Linked DNA regions of Zea mays: region 2 is linked to region 1. Evidence: chromatin contacts called from public Hi-C data. All regions are on one chromosome and are shown on one strand. Each heading gives the region's core, a stretch centred on a gene start, on an enhancer-like site or on the middle of the called end of the contact. The rest is flanking DNA. Distances are from core to core; before and after follow the strand shown. Region 1 holds the start of LOC103639131 (nucleolar protein 56). Region 2 holds the start of LOC100283413 (putative E3 ubiquitin-protein ligase RHC1A).

What was found. A called contact is a pair of places that touch in the nucleus more often than the background predicts.
Region 2: a contact with region 1 is called in a Hi-C map of tassel, with 3 times the contacts expected there. The contact joins the promoter of LOC100283413 here to the promoter of LOC103639131 in region 1. A contact is called at or near these places in 6 of 25 Hi-C or Micro-C datasets (bundle sheath, ear, endosperm and 2 more).

Annotation. Positions count from the first base shown.
Region 1 is chr9:134,822,490-134,828,947 of Zm-B73-REFERENCE-NAM-5.0, forward strand. It overlaps LOC103639131 (nucleolar protein 56), which reads left to right and starts at 3,600. Exons shown (of 9, transcript XM_008661927.3): 1 at 3,600-3,907; 2 at 4,004-4,218; 3 at 4,534-4,691; 4 at 4,858-5,045; 5 at 5,134-5,386; 6 at 5,531-5,679; 7 at 5,783-5,944; 8 at 6,067-6,425. The coding sequence starts at 3,703. It overlaps LOC100382867, which reads right to left and starts at 2,161. Exons shown (of 5, transcript NM_001175561.1): 1 at 1,899-2,161; 2 at 1,619-1,802; 3 at 799-891. The coding sequence starts at 1,714.
Region 2 is chr9:134,997,757-135,004,214 of Zm-B73-REFERENCE-NAM-5.0, forward strand. It overlaps LOC100283413 (putative E3 ubiquitin-protein ligase RHC1A), which reads left to right and starts at 3,387. Exons shown (of 1, transcript NM_001156314.1): 1 at 3,387-5,152. The coding sequence starts at 4,129. The coding sequence ends at 5,007.

The DNA.
Region 1 (6,458 bases), core at 2,350-4,849:
CATGAATGGTGGATTTTTTTTAAACAGTGGAGCATTTGGGAAAATAAACTTGAGTGTACTTTCAGAAATTATATAGGTATACCCGCTCTGGTAGAAGATGCAGCCCATGAAAAGGGATGGGCAATGGTTCAAAGCGCCAAAGAAACTTGCAATATTAGGAATAAGTAAATCAAGTTTCATAGTGTCTATCTCATTGTGTGATGGGAATATAGAAAAGTAACATTGTGTATGTATTTAAATATGTGTGAAGGGACATCATAAATAAATCAGGTATGTTTCTTTTTTAAGGTGCATACATAGTTTATGAAAATGTGCAACGAAATGCATTGGTCATTATTATATTAGTATTTGAAGTCTTGATTGGAACACAATAGAGTAATTTGGGTAATCTTTAGTAGCTAAAGTTATATCCACGTTTATGTCTGTCTACCATTACAGTATGAAAAGGTTTGTTGAATGTTGCTTTAGTGAGTATAGCACAAAGTTTCTGTGGAAAGGCAACTGCAAAAAGTTGCTAATATGGAGGTAAATCAATAATCAGGTGGAGGGGGAGGGGTGTTGTACTGTTAGCTCAATGTACCTATTTTATTATAAATAGTCTAACAAAGTCAGCAATGTTTTTATTTCCCTGGTTTCTCAAGTTCAGTATCTCTGAAAGTCCAAACGGTAACCCTGGTTGTTTTAGCAGCGAGTAATTTTGCAAGTGGAATATAGATCAATCTGAAGCTATGCATCTGTGTGAATTGTGCCAGAGGAAACATATTCAGTTATTTGGGTTCAGCAAGATGGGGTATAAACCTTATCAAGTTGGAAAGTAAGGCTGTTTCCGCTCTCCAAAGAGATGAGTAGTCCGCCGCTACATTTCTGATAAGATCCCTCCAACCAGTTTGCCTAAAAAATTATCAGATTACAATTTGTAAATAGAAAGGTTATACAATACTACGTTTCTCATAATTACCAAACTGGAAAGTTCGGTATCTGATCGAGAAAGATTTAGAGATTCATCTGAATGAATGACAATTAAACCATCCTTATCTACAAAGTAAATAACAGATAAAAAGAGTATGTCAAGGTGGGGCCATTTTATCACCAAGTTTTGTTTGCAAAAAAACATTTTGTGCCATCTTACACTTCCCTGGTTGATTCTCTCAGGATAAGAAAAATATTTAGAGACAAAAAATGGTTTGACACTAAGGATACTGAGAAAGCAAAAAAAAAATGGGGAAAAAGAAAGGAGTGTTCGTTCCCCACTTATGATAATTCCAAGCATATATGCATGTATATATGTGCATAAAATGTAATTTATGGAATAGAAAAATATGCACTTTTCAAATATTCTACGTGATATCATTTAGGAACGTCAACTATATATCATCAACCTATACCATTTTTTTGTTACTTATTACATATCCTGTAATGCTCTTGTAAAGAAGACAAGCATAGCAAATAAAATTCTTGTAGACATTTCGTCGAGCACTTTACCATCACACAGAAGCGGTGCATATCCTGTAATGGTCTCGTAGAGAAGGCAAAGAAGGTAATCATAGCAAATAGAACTCATGTAGACATTTCGTCAAGCACTTGATAGGTAGCGGTGCAGATGGGAGTGTGGCCTGACCTGATCTTCTTGATGAGGAACTTGTGGAGCTTCTTGCATGATCCACACAAGGCCCTCCACCGTTGACATGAGGATGACGCCCTGGAGCAGCAACATCGCGAGGAGCGCTAGGACGACGACGTGAGTTCCATGGTCACGATCTCCAGCAACAGCGGGCAGAACCAGCAACGATGGGTGATGAGGGCTGCAGTGAGAGGAGGAAGAGAGAGGGAGGTAGGTTAGCCGGTGATGAGGGTTGCAGTGAGAGGAGGAAGAGAGAAGGAAGTAGGTTAGCAACGACCGTGATGAGGCCTGCGGTGAGAGGAGGAAGGGAGAGGGAGTTACAGCCGCGGGAGGGTGGCACGAGCGGCGACGAACATGAACGGAGTGAAGTTACGAAGAGGCCGTGACTATCTGGTGGCAATGGGTCCGGCAACAACTACGACGCCATGGTGAGCAACGGAGAAGGTGTTGAGCAGGGATGGTTCTGGATGGGGACGCGGCACGTCCGTTCAGCATCATCGGCGGCGACGGCGGCACCTCATTTAAGGTTGTGCTACGACCTTCTATCATTATGGTGGGAAGACTCCAGAAGCGTCATGACAATGGGAGTTGTTGAGGCAGCCAGGCCGATTATGCCCGTCCGATGTCAATCTAACGACATTTAGAAAACGTGATGACGTGGATTGCTAGTAGACGCCGTTTCCATCCTGCTTTAATATATAGGAAATAACCACACAAATTGTTATACCCGGATTTAAACGTTAAAACCATGTGGATCTCATAGGTGCACCAACAAAGAACAACACATATAATGACCAAGTGTATAGAGATAAATGTCACACATATTATTATTATTACATAGCGGAAATTTTACAAAAATAAATGATAACAATAAAGCAAACTAATAATTATTCTTTGGCGCCATAAGTTGGCTGGGAGATGCCACCTAAATTAGCTCATACTCCTCATTGTAGACCTCCTACTGGGCTACCTGCTCTTCACCTGTGCGGGGTTTACATATCGCAAGAGTGAGCTCACAAAAGATCATAGCTCAACAAATCGTGGAGAATAATGTGCATGAACTCACCAAATGTGTGAGTTCATGTAAAGTGTAAGGCTGATCAACAAATAATGGTTAAATACGAGTATTGCTTTTAATAAGTTGGTCAGATTTTATTAGCAGTTACTAAATGTAAGTATATACCAAATCTGAGTAATAATAGATTAAATTAGTAATAAAATCATATTACGATATAAACGAACAATTAAATTTAATTCTACGAGTTACTAATGTGAGTGTCTGCGCTGGTGAGTGTGGTGACGACTAGGGATGGCAACGGATTTAAAACCCGTGGGTATAGAGATTACAAACCCGTACCCGCGAGATTAATGTTAAACCCGTACCCGCACCCGCTACCCGCGACGGGTAGCGTATGTTACCCAAACCCGCTACCCGCGGGTTTATGGCACCCGCGGGTACACCCGCGGGCACAATACCCACAAGTTGTCATATTATATATATACATACATATACATATATATATAAATATATATACATACATACATACACATACATATATACATACATATATATACATATACATACATATATATATATATACATATACATACATATATACATATATATACACACGCGCGGGGGTATGCGGGTTTGCGGGCACGAGTACAACATTTTCATACCCACGAGAAAAAACCCGTCGGGTTGAGAATCAAACCCGTACCCGTACCCACGGGTACAAACTCACACCCAAATCCGCACCCTATAGGGTTTTTACCCGCGGGCACGCGGGTAAAATATGCCCGTTGCCATCCCTAGTGACGACTGACGAGTGCGGCGTGACTCGCTCGTATGCATGAGGCATGCGAGCCTTCTGTGTGCTGGGCTTCGCACAATTTAAGGGTGCGCGAAAATTTGGCCCACATCTTAGGGTGTGAATGAAAAAAAGGTAACTCCGCCGGCCCACAAGAGCCCAGCCTGAGCCCATAAATCTTGCCCCCGCTGCCGCGCGCCAACACCGTCACTCTTGTTGATCCTAAAACCCTAACCCCTAGCCAGCGCTCCGCCGCCATCCGCCGGCGAGATGGCGTTGTACCTGCTGTTCGAGTCGGCCTCCGGCTACGGCCTATTCCATGCGTACGGTATCGATGAGATCGGGCAGAGCGTTGAGGCCGTGCGCTCCTCCGTGCTGGACCTCGACCGCTTCGGCAAGGCCGTCAAGCTCACTGCCTTCAATCCTTTCTCCTCTGCCGTCGACGCGCTCAACCAGTGCAACGCTATCTCTGAAGGTTGGCTCCTTCCCCACCTAAACACGCAGGCTCGCTGCGAGATGATTTTGTTCTGACTTCTGACCCGGGCTCTGGCGCTTCCTTTCCCGTGGCCAGGAATCATGACCGATGAGTTGAGGAGCTTCCTGGAGCTGAACCTGCCGAAGCCTAAGGAGGGGAAGAAGGCCAAATACAGCCTCGGCGTTGTCGAGCCCAAGGTCGGCTCCCACATCTCCGAGGTCACCGGCATCCCCTGTCAGAGCAACGAGTTCGTCCAGGAGCTGCTCCGCGGTGTCCGCCTCCACTTCGACCGTTTCATCAACGAGCTTAAGGTGTCGCCTTTTTTTCCCATTCTATTGTGCATTGTAAGTTTCCCGTGTGGCTCAAAGATGCGCGAATTTGACTGTGAGGCCTTGCCAGCTAGTATTTCGTATAGCATATCATAGGCCTTTTTTCTTTGTAGAGCTGGATGCCTGGTGTGTTACTTGGTTTCCCGATCATCCGATGTTGGTTGTCTCACATTTGTATGAATCTGCGATGCTTTGCCTGATGAGCTTACGCATTGCTTTTTATATGCCTAAATTGTTGTAAAGCTAAACGCCTGCTGTGCTTAATTTGGCTTTACCATGTGTCCATGTTGATTGTAGGATTCTGACTTGGAGAAGGCCCAACTTGGCCTGGGGCATAGCTACAGCAGGGCTAAGGTGAAGTTCAATGTGAATCGTGTTGATAACATGGTGATCCAAGCAATATTTCTGCTGGATACACTTGACAAGGACATCAATTCCTTCTCCATGAGAGTCAGGTACTGTCCTTGTTCATGTTCTCATATAATTGTTTATGGTTAACTTCTTATAAGCGTAATAGGCCGTATTTATAGACAGTCTGCTCTGATAGAAAACTCTGATAATATGAATATGCAAATATTCCTTATTATGATTATTTATTGCTTTCTCAATAAAACATTGCAGGGAATGGTTCTCATGGCACTTCCCTGAGCTTGTCAAGATTGTGAATGACAATTACCTTTATGCCAAGCTTGCTAAGTTTATTGTGAACAAATCTGATTTGGCGGAAAAAGATATCCCAGCTTTGGCTGATATAGTTGGTGATGAGGACAAGGCTAAAGAAATTGTTGAAGCAGCAAAGGCTTCAATGGGTAATGGGATATGATGCAGTTACTTTAGTTTGACTATCATGATTGTAGTAAATGTTCTTATGCTTTGTTTTTTCTTGTTTGTTTTCAGGCCAGGATCTGTCACCAGTTGATTTGATCAATGTCCAGCAATTTGCCCAAAGGGTTATGAATCTCTCTGAGTATCGCAAAAACCTTTATGAATATCTCGTGACTAAGATGAATGATATTGCGCCCAACCTGACATCATTGATTGGTGAAGTAGTTGGAGCTCGCCTAATCTCTCATGCTGGCAGTCTTTCAAACCTTGCCAAGTGTGCAGCTTCCACCCTTCAAATACTTGGTGCTGAGAAGGCCCTATTCAGGTTTATAAATTCTTAACATCTTATGGTTTCTCACTGCTTCAATGCCTTTTAGTTAACTCTGTAATTTGTGGTTATAAACTAGTCATATTCGAGTAAATCTTGCTAGTGGGAAGACACCTCTTACACTTGTCATTTGTACACCAGAGCACTGAAAACTCGAGGGAATACTCCAAAGTATGGGCTTATATTCCACTCCTCCTTTATTGGCCGTGCTTCAACCAAGAACAAGGGCAGAATGGCTCGTTACCTGGCAAACAAATGCTCGATTGCTTCACGCATTGACTGCTACTCGGGTTAGTTCTAGGAAGCTCTGTTACCGGACTGTTTTGTATGCTATTGTTTCCTCGATCCAAAAGCATCATCTTGATTGTTTTATACCTTTATATTTGGTTTCAGAGGCTAGTACCTCTGTCTTTGGGCAAAAGTTGCGCGAGCAAGTCGAGGAGAGACTGGAATTCTATGACAAGGGTGTTGCGCCTCGTAAAAATCTTGATGTGATGAAAGCTGCTATTGACAGTATGGTCAATGACACCTTAATGGATGATGATGGTAAGGCAGGTAAGCATAGGCTAATTCCATCTCTTAGAAATGCAAACTGTTTAGTTTTAATTGGCTGTAGGACAATGCATTACTCAGTTGCATTTATGGCTGAATATTTCCCTGTTCTTCAACGTCTGCAGATAATGAGAAGGCGGACACATCTGCCAAGAAAAGCAAGAAAAAGAAGACCAAAACCGAGACTGATGGTGATGCAATGGATGTGGATAAGCCCTCCAACGTGGCTGATGGAGAAGCTGAGCTTGGAACCGAGAAGAAGAAAAAGAAAAAGAAGCACAAGCTAGAGGAGGCACAGGAGGAGAACGGTGCAGCACATGCTAATGGCGACGCTGAAGAGACCCAGACTCCCAAGAAGAAGAAAAAGAAGAGCCGTGAAATTTCGGAGGAAGCTGAACCTAAGACAGCCACTGAGGGGAAGAAGAAGAAAAATGAAGAAGCTGAACCTAAGACAGCCACCGAGGGGAAGAAGAAGAAAAAGAAGGCAGTCAAGGCTGATGAATGACAAGCTATTTGT
Region 2 (6,458 bases), core at 2,137-4,636, 180 kb after region 1:
TAACCCCTACTACGAGCACCCCGGTGCAAGATAATATAAGCCTCATCCCCCTCTTGTGTTCCATCTTGCATCAACCCATCTGGGCAGGGATACGCAGCGATAAATTCACTGGTCGGTTGAGGGTCCTCGCAGGTCCGAAACGCCGACAACCAACAAAGGGGGATATCGAGATTGCTTATGTTAGCACTAAAGAACAATTAGCCGATATCTTTACCAAACCACTAGATGAGAAAACCTTTACCAAACCTAGAAATGAGCTAAACATTCTTGATTCTCAGAATTTTGATTGATACTTTGCACACATATATAGCTCATAGACTAGTGTGTTTTTCGATAGCTCATTTATATACCTTTGGTCATATCTCTTTCATGTGCTATGACTAGTGTGTTTTTAAGTAAATTCTTATGCTAAGTCATAGATTGAAAGGGAAATGGAGTCTTCGGCGAAGACAAGGCTTCCACTCCACTCCACCGGTATTATTTACCCTTCGCCGTCACTCCGCACCGCTCTCCACTTTGGTATAATCTTCACTCTTATTACTCATACCATTGGGGAGAAAGTGAAGAGGGCTCTAAGGACTCCGTTTTGGCGATTAATGCCAAAGGGGGTGAGAGTATTAGCCCAAAGCAAAAGGACCGCACCACCATGCCAATTTCAATTTTTTTCAAAACAAAGTTGTTTTCAATTGGTATCTTTGAAATTAGTATTCCTCTAAGAAATTCTATCTCAAATGACATCTATATTTTAAGGAGGAGTTTTTCAAAAATTGGTATCGAAAATATTTGATCTTCTTTCAATTTGTAAAACCCTCTTGAACACTAAGAGGAGAATTTCATTAAGGGGTAGTTTTGTTTAGTCAAAGGAAAAGCATTTGAAACAGGGGGAGAAAATTTCAAATCTTGAAAATGCTTCTCGAAATCTTATTCATTTACCTTTGACTATTTGCAAAAGACTTTGAAAAGAATTTCCATGAACATTTGCAAAAACAAAACAAGTGGTGCAAGCGTGGTCCAAAATGTTAAAAGGAAGAAAGCAATCCATGCATATCTTATGAAAGTATTGGTTTTATTCCAAGCAACCTTTGCACTTACCTTATGCAAACTAGTTCAATTATGCACTTATATATTTGCTTTGGTTTGTGTTGGCATCAATCACCAAAAAGGGGGAGATTGAAAGGGAAATAGGGTCAAACATTTTCCTAAATAATTTTGGTGGTTGAATTGTCCAACACAAACAATTGGACTAACTAGTTTGCTCTAGATTACATGTTCTACAAGTGCCAAAGGTTCAACACAAACTAATAAAAAAAGTTAAAGTTAGGGTTCAAAAAGAAAGGAGCAAAACCAACCGAAGGCTGCCCTGGTCTGGCGCACCGGACTGTCCGGTGTGCCACCGGACAGTGTCCGGTGCACCAGGGAGATCAACTCTGAACTGCTCAGCTTCGGGTTTTTGGAGAGCCACTCCGCTATAATTCACCGGACTGTCCGGTGTGCCAAGCGGAGCAACGGCTACTATGCCAACGGTCGTCTGCAAAAGTGAACAGTGAACGTGAACAGTGCACGGACAGCGTGCGTAGAGTCAGAGCAGCGCCAGAAGGCGCACCGAACAGTGAACAGTGACTGTCCGATGTGACACCGGACTGTCCGTTGCCCCAATCTATCAGAGCTCCAACGGTCGAACCCTAACGGTTGGGTGACGTGGCTGGCGCACCAGACAGTATCCGGTGGCGCACCGGACTGTACGGTGCGCCCATCGACAGACAGCCTCCCCAACGGCCATTTTGGTGGGTGGGGCTATAAATACCCCCAACCACCACACTTCAAGGCATCCAAGTTTTCAGCCATTGCATTCAATACAAGAGCTCTAGACTTCACTCCAAGACACAAAACAAAAGATCAAATCCTCTACAAGTCCCAAACTCATTCCAAAGACTTAGTGGCTTGTGAGAGAGAGACACCTGTGTTCATTTGAGTTCTTGTCGCTTGGATCGCTTTTCTTATTCCTCCATTCTTGTTCTCAAGCAACTTGTAATCAAGCAAGAGACACCAAGTTCTGGTGGTCCTTGTAAGGGGTCTAAATGACCCGTTGATTAAGGAGAAAAGCTCACTCGGTCTAGGTGACCGTTTGAGAGAGAGGGAAAGGGTTGAAAGAGACCTGGTCTTTGTGACCACCTCAACGGAGAGTATGTTTACAAGAACCGAACCTCGATAAAACAAATTACCGTGTCATCCGCTTTATTTGCTTGTGATTTGTTTTCGCCCTTTTTCTTTCGGACTCGACCTTATTTCTAACGCTAATCCCGTCTTATAGTTGTGCTTAAAGTTTATAAATTTCAGATTTGTCTATTCACCCCCGGCGACTTTCAAAAAGTTAACATATTTTCAATTTCATTGTTATATATCAAAGACGCCACATTTACCACTTCCTTGGTTAAAACATACTCAAATCTACACTACAAGATTAAAGAGAACACATTCCAAGGACGCATTTCTGTTTTTTTACATTACCAACTAATTTTTTAGAGTTATTCACGTCTACAAGAATTTGAACGGTTCTATTTACATCATACAACAAAGTACTTGGTATTTATTATGAACGTACGAACGTACAACAAAGGTAGTAGACTAGTAATAGTGAGTACTGTGGTTCCTTTATAGGGAGTATATTGTAGAAGGGTCCACACAGAAGAGACGGAAAGCATAACTGTGGCCTGTGCCACGACACGAGTCCCGGCACATTGACGCAGCACCACGTGACAGGACGTCCCCATCCGTCCGTCCGTTCATCCAGCAGACGGCCGATCCAGCGTCGTTTCGCGCGGCCCACGGAACATTAGCGCTGGGCCCCACCCAAAGCCTTTCCAGCTCCATCTGACCTGAGCCGTCTCCTCCGCAGCTCAGCTCCAGCTCCAGGGCAGGGTCTACGGGCCATGTCGGCGGGGCGCGCGGCATACTAGTCCCGCGCCCTCCCGGGCCCGGCCACTAGTGGAAGCATCTCGCTGAAAGCAAGGGGGCGCGCGCCCCCGGGCTCGGGACACGAGGGGGCATCCCATCGATGCCTTGCTGGGACGGCCTGCCGCTGCCGTGTGGACCCACGCGAGGGGGACAGCGACTGTGTAGCACCGTGGGCGGGGTGGGCCCCAGCGGAGTCAAGCGGGTGTAAATTGCAGCCTCTGCTCTGGCGGCCCCCGTGCTTTCATCATTCCGCTCCCCACACCCCTGTTCGTGGCGGCCTCCGCCCCTCCCTCTCAGGCTCTCACCACCGTCTGCTGGTGGTTGCCGCGGCGCCGCTCCTCCCTCGTGGTGGCGGTGGAGGACTACGGTCGGGGATCGACGGCTTCTTCGTCCGTTGGGTAAGTAATCTGTGCCATCCGGGCTGTGGATTACCGTGTTCCGAGCCGCAGCTTTGGTCCCCACTCGGATCCAAACATTTCTTCCCCCGTTCATTCAGTTTGTTGTGGCCTGTGGGGTTTCGCTTGCCACGTGGTGCCCCACGAATCCAACCCGAGCCGTGATTGCGTCTGCGGTTAGTTTAGGTTTTTCGTAGCGCTGTTCTTCAGTGCGCGAGATCGATCTAAGATGTTGGTAGGCGCACCCGCGCGGTATTAACCTGTTGGTGCCCAATTAAGGTGGAGGACTAGAAGGCTATCCTCGTATGGATCCTCTTGCCTCTCCCGTCTTCTTTCGCTGCCTTCCTATTGAAGAAACTAATTCTGGGAAGAAAGGCATGGGTGGGAGAAAAGCTTTAGCAGTTTCTGTTGTCTGAGGCAAAGTTTAACGATTTCGATCGTTCAAGTTCACATCTTGGTCCTCTAGGACTAGGAACAGCTTCGCAGAAATTCGCATAGTTATGTATGAATAATCTTTTCACTGCAAAGAGAAGTATTATAGGTACTTATCTGGAAAGTTTTTGGCACTCAATTAAGTCTTCTTGGTTTAGATTTTATATAGTTCTGATCATATGGCTTCTTATCAGCATACTTGTCTTGGGTGGTCTAGTTGGATCATGTAAGTTGTGTTTCAAATTTTATATGGCTATCTGTCTAGTGGAGCTCTGTGCTCAGATCTTGGAAACGTTGCCGGTTTTGCAGTTGGCAGGCGAGGCGATACATCAACCAACCAAAAGAAATGTCAGCTGGCAGGCAAGCATACTGGTGTTACCAGTGCCGACAGAGGGTGAGGCCACGGGGCCGGGAGATGGTTTGTCCCTACTGCGATTCTGGGTTTGTGGCTGAAATGGATGATGTAGATGCTCTCATGAGCCACTTCGTTGGGACGGATCCTGATTTCCATCGCGACCCACGGTTCGGGATCATGGAGGCGATCTCCGCCGTGATGCGGCATGGTATGGCAGGGATGAACCGGGAGGTTGATGTCAGAGGGAGGCCGAACTTCTTTTCAGACCTGGAGATGGAGTTCGGTTCAGGGCCATGGCTGCTCTTCCGTGGCCAGCTCCCCGGCCACCTCACCGAGGACAACGGTTTCGATGTTTTCGTCAATGGACGACGTGGCGGCGGCGGCGGCGGCGGCGGCATGAGGAGGGCCAACATCGCGGACTACTTCGTTGGCCCTGGACTGGATGATCTTATCGAGCAGTTGACCCAGAATGATCGCCGAGGACCACCACCTGCTGCACAGTCCTCGATCGACGCTATGCCCACAGTGAAGATCACCCAGAGGCATCTCAGTGGGGACTCGCACTGCCCTATCTGCAAGGAGAAGTTCGAGATGGGATCCGAAGAAGCAAGAGAGATGCCATGCAAGCACCTGTACCACTCCGACTGCATAGTTCCTTGGTTAGAGCAGCACAATTCCTGCCCCGTTTGCCGTTACGAGCTCCCGCCACAGGGCTCTGCCACCGGTGCTAGCTGCTCGCGCGCGAGATCAACCGACCAGAGCCAGAGCTCAAGTAGTTCAAGCAGCAGCGGGAGAACCAGTGGGCGTCAAAGGAGAAGGAACCCGTTCTCGTTCCTGTGGCCTTTCCGCTCATCAAGTAGTTCTCGCTAGATTAGCCTCTGGTAATCTTTGCTCAGGTTCGAAATACTGTTTGTTTTTTTGGGTCAAATACGCTGGTCTAATGGGCTTTAATGTGGTGGGATCTCAATCTGTACTGTATGGTTTGTTAATGATCGCCACACGATGCTTCTCCTTGCAAGTATATTATTATTACCACGGTATCATCACAGGCACTTGGTTTTGTTTACTTGTTTGTGAGCTTGCAAACAATTAGTATAAGCCTGATTAATGGATGTTCGGCTTCTTTTTAAAAGAGGCTAAAGTTATGATCGCCCATGTTCGGCTGATTGTTTGTTGCGACTGTACAAATAATTACTCGCAAAGCTGTCAGTTACCGAAAAAGATAAAGATGGACGACTGTGACCGTTCCTTCACCACCCGCTCTAGGAGCAGTGGAGCACAGCTTGGCTAGCATGTCCGTGCTTTCATTTTTGAAAGATTTTGTGCTGTGGTATGAGAATAAATACATGGACATGATTGGCTGGAAAATTACTCACAGTGGAGCCAATGCACTTTGGCTGGTTCATCTGCCTGCTACCTCCTGGCTTCGCTTGGCTAGCTGTTGCTCTGTTTTCACCTCGTGGCACCTTGTGTATGCCGACCTCTTCATTAATGATTAAGCCAATGGCAAGCATTTCTACGGATCTTATATTGCATAGGGCGTTGGTGTCCATTTCTGTATTGAGCCATTTGCAATTCATCACTGAACTGTTTTGTTAGAAACTTGCGTTGATTATGACAATGGCAAGCTGTTTTGCAATGCAGTTGGTGCTTCTTTCCTGTCGGCTAGTTTGGGAGTAAAAAAACCGAATAGGATTGGAGACACTAAAATCCTTTTTATTCAAAATAGAATTCAAAATAGAATAAGTAAGTGATTTTAGCCTCTCTAATCCTCTCCGGTTTTACATGTATATTCTTATCCCACATGGTAGCAGGCCGTTAGACTACCGGTCGGTGTCTTCCTGTCCACGGTCTCGCTAGAGTTTATCTCCAGCTGGACTTTCGCCAGCATGTGCTGTCGTCGTGATGTGGTGGCGTGAGGCAACCCTGAACTTGGAGCCATTGGGCAGGGCAGCTGATGGAGGACGCACACGCACGAATGAGAATGGTTCCATGGCGTGCATGGCTGTTCGCTTCGTTATCTGCTGCAGCTGTAATACACACAGATAAAAACAACATAGAATCAGTAGAAAATGGTACAGATTAAAGCCAAATGAATAGACTGATTCGTCGCGGTTCGCTGGTGCTTTGCCAGTTGCCCGGTCATTGTCCTTAGCATTCCTGCGAAACTTCCGGCGTTTTGTTGCCATCGCCCCCGGTGGGAGACTGGTTGTGGTGACCACGAGAGCAGAACACGTTGCTGTCCAGCCACTTTTTTTAAGGGCATGTTCGATTTCATCTTACTCCCTTCGGTTTCCTATTAGTTATCGTTTAGGACAACG